Linked DNA regions of Zea mays: region 2 is linked to region 1. Evidence: chromatin contacts called from public Hi-C data. All regions are on one chromosome and are shown on one strand. The core of a region is the stretch at or near the end of the contact, and the rest is flanking DNA. Distances in the headings are between cores, read along the strand shown.

Region 1 (3,167 bases), core at 428-2,927:
GTTGAAGTTTCTACAGTTTATTTAAGCAAACTGCAATGTGAATGTAACACAGGGTAAGACGACAAGATCACTACAAGCCTACACATCATATACAGTGGAGAACATATGGGTCTATCTGCATAACGGCTGACTGAAATTTGGTTTGCCCAATCCAACTCTAATGGTCCAGATCATGTGCCTTCTTTTCCTCTTCTTATCTGCTCACCATTCAACACAACACTGGTGCACCACATGCAGACGCTCCACGCCTACTATCGCTCCACTACCTCCCACCAGGCTCCAGCGCCTTCCTCCTCCGTGCATGCTTCCTATGTCCTCTCCGACTGCTCAGAAATGTTCTTCAAGTCCAGTGACCCAAACCTCCCCGTCGTCCACCTGCCACCTCCATGCCCACCGGCCAGCCTCTACAATTTTGGCAGGCGGCACCTCAAATCTTCCTACCCACCACTCACTGCCAGAACACCTTCCCGGATCTCCTTCTACAGCTGCCAGAACAGGTAAATAGACTATGTCCAGACTCTCTATCCTATTCCTTATCTCATTTCTATTTCAAACTCCACTCTGTAAACAGTGCAATCTACAGTACAAAACAATACTTTGCACGACCGTTTACACGGTCTGCTGGAGATGGCCTTAACCCCAAATCCCCAACCCAGTCTCAATTTCTAGTATATTTTTTGGTAAAATTTTGGTAACTTGTTGATATAAGATTTCAGTCACCTGGTGTGGAGTATAACTTCAGAGCAATGCATCACGTAAAGTTTATTTGTCAATTGTCAAGTTACATATGAATTAACAACCTGACAGTTAATAGGTGTTTGTATTGCCGAGCACGTTCATTTGACAAAGTTTTCTACCTGCTACTGCTCACTAAATTATAGAGCTAGTGTCAAGTGGATCATGGACGAAAACTTACTCAGCTAAACAGAAGACAACAACATACTAGGAGAACAATCAGGAGGTTATCAAAAACACGAGGTTCACAGCTGGGGGAACCAGACACCAACCTGAATATGCTGCCCGTCAGCCATTATAGACTCCGCACGAGCGGTCTCCCTCCTCGCCGGATTCTCGTGGTCACGAGTAGGGCAAATCTATTGAATACGGACGTCGGAGCGAATGGCCGAGACGATAGCGCGGCGAGCCCAGAGCCAGGACGAGACGTGGCTGCCTGCGACCCGGGAGTCCGAACGCTGGGGGCAGTAGCGGCTCCAGATAATTCCGAAGCCCCGGGCCAAACAAAAGGAAGGACGTTGTCTGCCACTGCTCCTCCCTGTCCCTGGCAGAATCGCCACTGTTCCTCCTTGTTCCTGGCAGAGCCGCAGAGTTGCAGTGGCCGCTGCCCGCTGGGGTGGGCCGGTGGCCGGTGGGGGGCGCCACCAAAGCCCGAAGGCCGGATGCCCAGACGCCGGCGGAGCCGCGGAGCGACGAAGGGAGAGCAGGACTGGGCGAGGGCGCGAGAGCGCGAGACGGCGCGCAGTGAGCGGCGAGCAACGCCGGAGGCCGCTGGCAGCTTGGGGCTGGGCCTTGGCGGGGCGCGGACCAGAGCCGCGGGCGAAGCTGCGAGGCGGCGGCCCGACGAGATGACGACGGCGAGCTCGAGCGCCCTGGCGGCGCGAGCGTGGACAGAAGGATGGAGCCGTGCGTGTGGCGTGGAGAGGGAAGATGCCAGGCTGGGAGTGTGAGAGCGTATTAAAGAAATATGACCTATTGGGCTAATGGGCTTAATGTACTTAGATGGGCCAATCCGCCGGGGGAGGGAGCAGTGTTGTTTCATGCGGGACAGCGGGAGATCGCCGAAAGAGACAGCGGACGTGGGCCGAGGGTTTACGGTTAATGAACTTATGGCTCAATGGGGGGCCGAGGGTTTATAGTTATAGCTTAATGGCTTTAAGATAAGAGTTATTTTACTTATACGAAATGATTTTTCTACAATAATACTCAAAACTAGAGCATGAGGCGTCCTTACAGGCGCCCCATTGTAGAACATACAGTTAGATATGACAATTGGCATGAAATATCCGTGTGTTTGCGGATAATAAACCTAATGGATGCGGATACGGGTAATTTTATATCCGCGGATAGGGATAAGGATATAATAATAGACCTAGAGGATATTTTTTTAGTGGCAAGAAAAAATAGTATCCACACCTGCATATTCGATAAACCCGCTCCATGAATCTGATATGTGGACCTATCTTAGAAAATATATGAAAATAGGGGTTCACTCCCTCCCACCCAGCTCCCAGCCTCTCACCCATCCGCACACTTGCACTCATCACCCATCCGCACACTTGCACTCATCAGGACTCAGGATTCCCATCCAGCTCCCAACCTCCCACCCAGCCGCACTTGTCGTTATTAGGACTCCCACCCAACCATCCTTGCTCCCCTCCCGCAAGGCCTACGGTGTGACTCTCGGTGGCCTGCGACTCCTAATGGCGGGCACATGGTGAGCTCGTGGGTTCCAGATCCAATAGTAAGCCGGCACCCTTGGGCCATTTCTAAGTTGTTTTGGTGATTAGCTAACCAACACACCACTATGGACTAACATTCTTCATATGAGCATGAGTTAGATCAAGCAATTGAAGATGTGAAGTCCATGTTTCTTGTGCCTTTGTTTGGCTACTAACTTCTTTGTGCAAGTAAAGTGGCATTTGGACTTAGTTTGAGCATATTGCAAACCATTATGAAATGAAGTGTTAAAGGTATTATTCTAGCTCTTAGTCAATTGTTTTGTTGCTAACTATATTTGTTTAAGTGCTAGGAATCATCACAAAAAGAGTCAAAAGAAGTGAAGAAGTTTGGCTCAAAGAACCAAAGTTGTGGAAAACTGGGCATCACAGACAGTCCGGTGTGCATCAGACATGTCTGGTGCTGGCCTGGTCAGCTCGCCCAACTGGCTGCTCTTGGGTTTTTGCTCGGGCATGCTGGCTAAAATTCACCGGACAATCTGATGTGCACCGGACATGTCTAGTGGGTCAGGCAGCCAACGGCTCTTCGCCCGCGCCAACGATCGACACCGTAATAGTCGTCGGCCACGTTAGTACGACAACGGTCGAGAGAGTCACCGGACAGTCTGGTGCCGACCTGAAAAGGAAGGTAACCAATTAGATGATCATGTTACTGTTGCAGGCTAGAGTGCCTGATGTGCACCGGATTGTCCG
Region 2 (2,887 bases), core at 280-2,779, 250 kb after region 1:
ACTATAACTAGGTTTACCTAGCAAGCTAAATTAATTTAATATTGATTAAACAAATGCTTACTTAATTACTTAAAACATACGACGTGGTGAATAATATTTTTAACGCGTAGGTGAAGTTATAATGAAGCTAACACAACACAAATGGGTCGAAATGGATTTAATAACGCGCGCGACCGCGCGAAACAGCGAGGCGACAACATCTCTACGCAGGGATAGACGAGGAGAGAGAGAGAAGGGTAGACGCAGACCTTGGGGCGAGCTCGAACGAAGGGGGCTCGACGGGGATGCGACAGCGAGGTCCGAACGCACGACAGACGGCGAGACAAGCTCATGGCGAGGCACGATGACGGCGAGACTGTTGCACCGGGGTCGCGCAAGGGCCGAGACGGAATGCACAGGCTGCGCTGGCCGTGCCGGGTTGAAGACGACGGTGGGGCGCGATGACGAGGGCGCTGAACGCGTGGCTCGACGGGCACGCGGCGCACGGGGCTCCTGCTGCGCAGCACGCCAAGGGGAGAGGACGCCGAGGGGAGGGAGGGAGAAGGAGAGACTCACCGGCTCGCGGTGATCGTCGACGGCAGGATGAGCTCAGCGCGGCTACTGCACGATGGCGAGGTAGGGATGAAAACGGACGGAAATGGACGGGAAAACTCCTCTCTCGTTTCCGTATCCGCATTTTATCATCGAAAACAGGATCGGGTCCGAAATAGTCGGGAACGGAAACGGGAGCGGGATAAACGGAATTGCGAAAACGAACAGAAACAGAAATACTAACGGAAACTCATAATTTAATACAAATAGAAATGTTATTGATGTTTGACTAGTGATTGATTGGCAGAACAATAACATAAACCAAATAGATATAGAGAGGCAACATTCTATTGTTGTTTGGTTGCTAAATGTGTACATTTAGCTACATCCGATGTTGTTTAAGACTTTAGATCACTTGTCATTTGAAAAGAGTCGGTGGTTACAATGGCCAATTGTGCTATAATTTGTCACCTAAATACACGAGGATTTAGTTTATATACTAATGCATATTATGCTCATCCCATATTTGTCAAATACGAAATAAATACGGGTTCAATCCGGAAAAAAACGGGATCCCGCAAAAACGGACGGAATAAGCCCTCTCCCGTTTCCGTCCTGTTTCCATATTTTTCCGTAAATACGTAAACGGTCGGGTCAAATGTAGAAAATGGTACGGGTCGGGACGGGATTTTTTTCGTCGGTTTTCAACCCTATGGCGAGGTAGGGAGAGGAGGATGGAGCAGTTGACAAATCTGCTCGCGCGGCACCTAGGAACGCCCTCGCATGCGAGTGGGGCAGCTTGGGTGTGCGGCATGCACGGCTGAGTGGCTTGCGCGAGACAGCGGTTGCAGTTGGTGTGAGCGAGCGAGAGGCTCTGGGTGCGCACACATCTGCGCATGCTGCCATGCGCGATGACGGCGGCGGCTAGGTGGGAGGGTGCGATGGGGCGCTGGGCCGCGTGGTTGAGCGGGAGTCGCAGTGGGCCGAGATAAGCAGCGCGGCGTGGGCCGGGAAGGTGGGCCGCGCACGCAGGCTGCTAGGGGAGACCGTTGGGCTGCATTCGCGCCAGCCCAGGAGAGGGAGGGAGAAGCAAGCCGGTTAGGGGAGGCTAGGATGGGCTTTTCCCTTTCTCTTTTTTATCTTCTCCTTTCTATTTTGAATTTAGCCCTAGCTTTTAAATTCAAAATCATCATGTTTCGTGAGTTTAACTGCAGGCACAACAACTCAAAACATCATACAAAATTAAGTGCTCCAGCATGTGATGCAATCATAATAATTTCCCCTAGGGTTTTGAACATACTACGATTAATACTTATATAGTACAAAATAACTCCTCAATATTTAAAAAAATAGAAGTAAATCAAAGAAAGGAGAGGGTAACACCTGAATTTGGTGAATATTAGAAAAGAAATTTTATACCCCCAAAATCAGGGTGTTACAGGGGCTTGTAGTCCTTCCCCCTCCTTTGCTTGAGGATTTGGCGGAAGCTCTTGATGATGAGCGACATTTCCTCGTTGTCAAGCTTGGAGGTGTCGATTGGAAGCCAACTTGGTGTAGACTCCTCCTTCTTTTCTTCCGTTGCTTTGAATGCAACGGGTTGCACCTCGGGTGTAGAGGTGCCTCTTTTTGCTCCAAGTTGACAATATGTTTGGAGTCTTTGATCATAAGTTCAAAGCTCACAAACTTGCCAATCACTTCCTTGGGAGACATCTGTTTATATCTAGGGTCTCCACGGATTAGTTGCACTTGAGTGGGATTACGAAAAACAAGTGATCTAAGAATAACCTTGACCATCTCATGGTCATCCCACTTGGTGCTCCCGAGGTTGCGCACTTGATTGGCCATTATCTTGAGCCGGTTGTACATGGCTTGCGGCTCTTCCCCTTTATTGAGGACGAATCAACCGAGTTCTCCCACGATCGTTTTGCGCTTGGTGATCTTGGTCACCTCATCCCCTTCGTGCGCGGTTTTGAGGACGTCCCAAATTTCTTTGGCGTTCTTCAACCCTTGCACCTTATTATACTCCTCTCGACATAAAGAGGCGAGGAGTATAGAAGTTGCTTGTGAGTTGAAGTGCCTAATTTGGGCGGCCTCGTTCAAGTCGTAGTCCTCGTCCCATACCTTTGGTGTCTGCGCTCCAAACTTAACAATATCCGAAATACTTTCGTGGAGTGAGGTTAGATGGTGCCTCATTTTATCACTCCACATAGAATAATCTTCACCATCAAAATATGGTGGTTTGCCCAGGGGTATGAAAAGTAATGGATCGCGCTTTGAAGTACGGGGATAGCGTAGGGGCATCTTACTATACTTCTTGTGCTCATGGCGCTTAGAAGTAGTCGATGACTCGGTGCCG

Evidence for each region. Hi-C and Micro-C count contacts between places; a contact is called where the count stands out from the background.
Region 2: a Hi-C map of ear shows a contact between it and region 1, with 8 times the contacts expected there. The contact joins the enhancer-like site here to the promoter of LOC100279825 in region 1. A contact is called at or near these places in 8 of 25 Hi-C or Micro-C datasets (ear, leaf, tassel and 1 more).

What each region holds. Positions count from the first base shown.
Region 1 is chr1:55,849,096-55,852,262 of Zm-B73-REFERENCE-NAM-5.0, forward strand. It overlaps LOC100279825 (DNA-directed RNA polymerase I subunit 1), which reads right to left and starts at 1,678. Exons shown (of 21, transcript XM_008657145.3): 1 at 1,008-1,678. The coding sequence starts at 1,031.
Region 2 is chr1:56,096,617-56,099,503 of Zm-B73-REFERENCE-NAM-5.0, forward strand. No RefSeq gene overlaps it. Among protein-coding and RNA genes, the nearest start is that of LOC103634617, 29 kb to the right of the region's middle. Within about 2 kb of position 1,530, at least 17 of the 20 cell types and tissues checked have an H3K27ac peak or open chromatin away from gene starts, as enhancers often do. A contact at or near this core is called in ear, leaf and tassel, where this site is marked.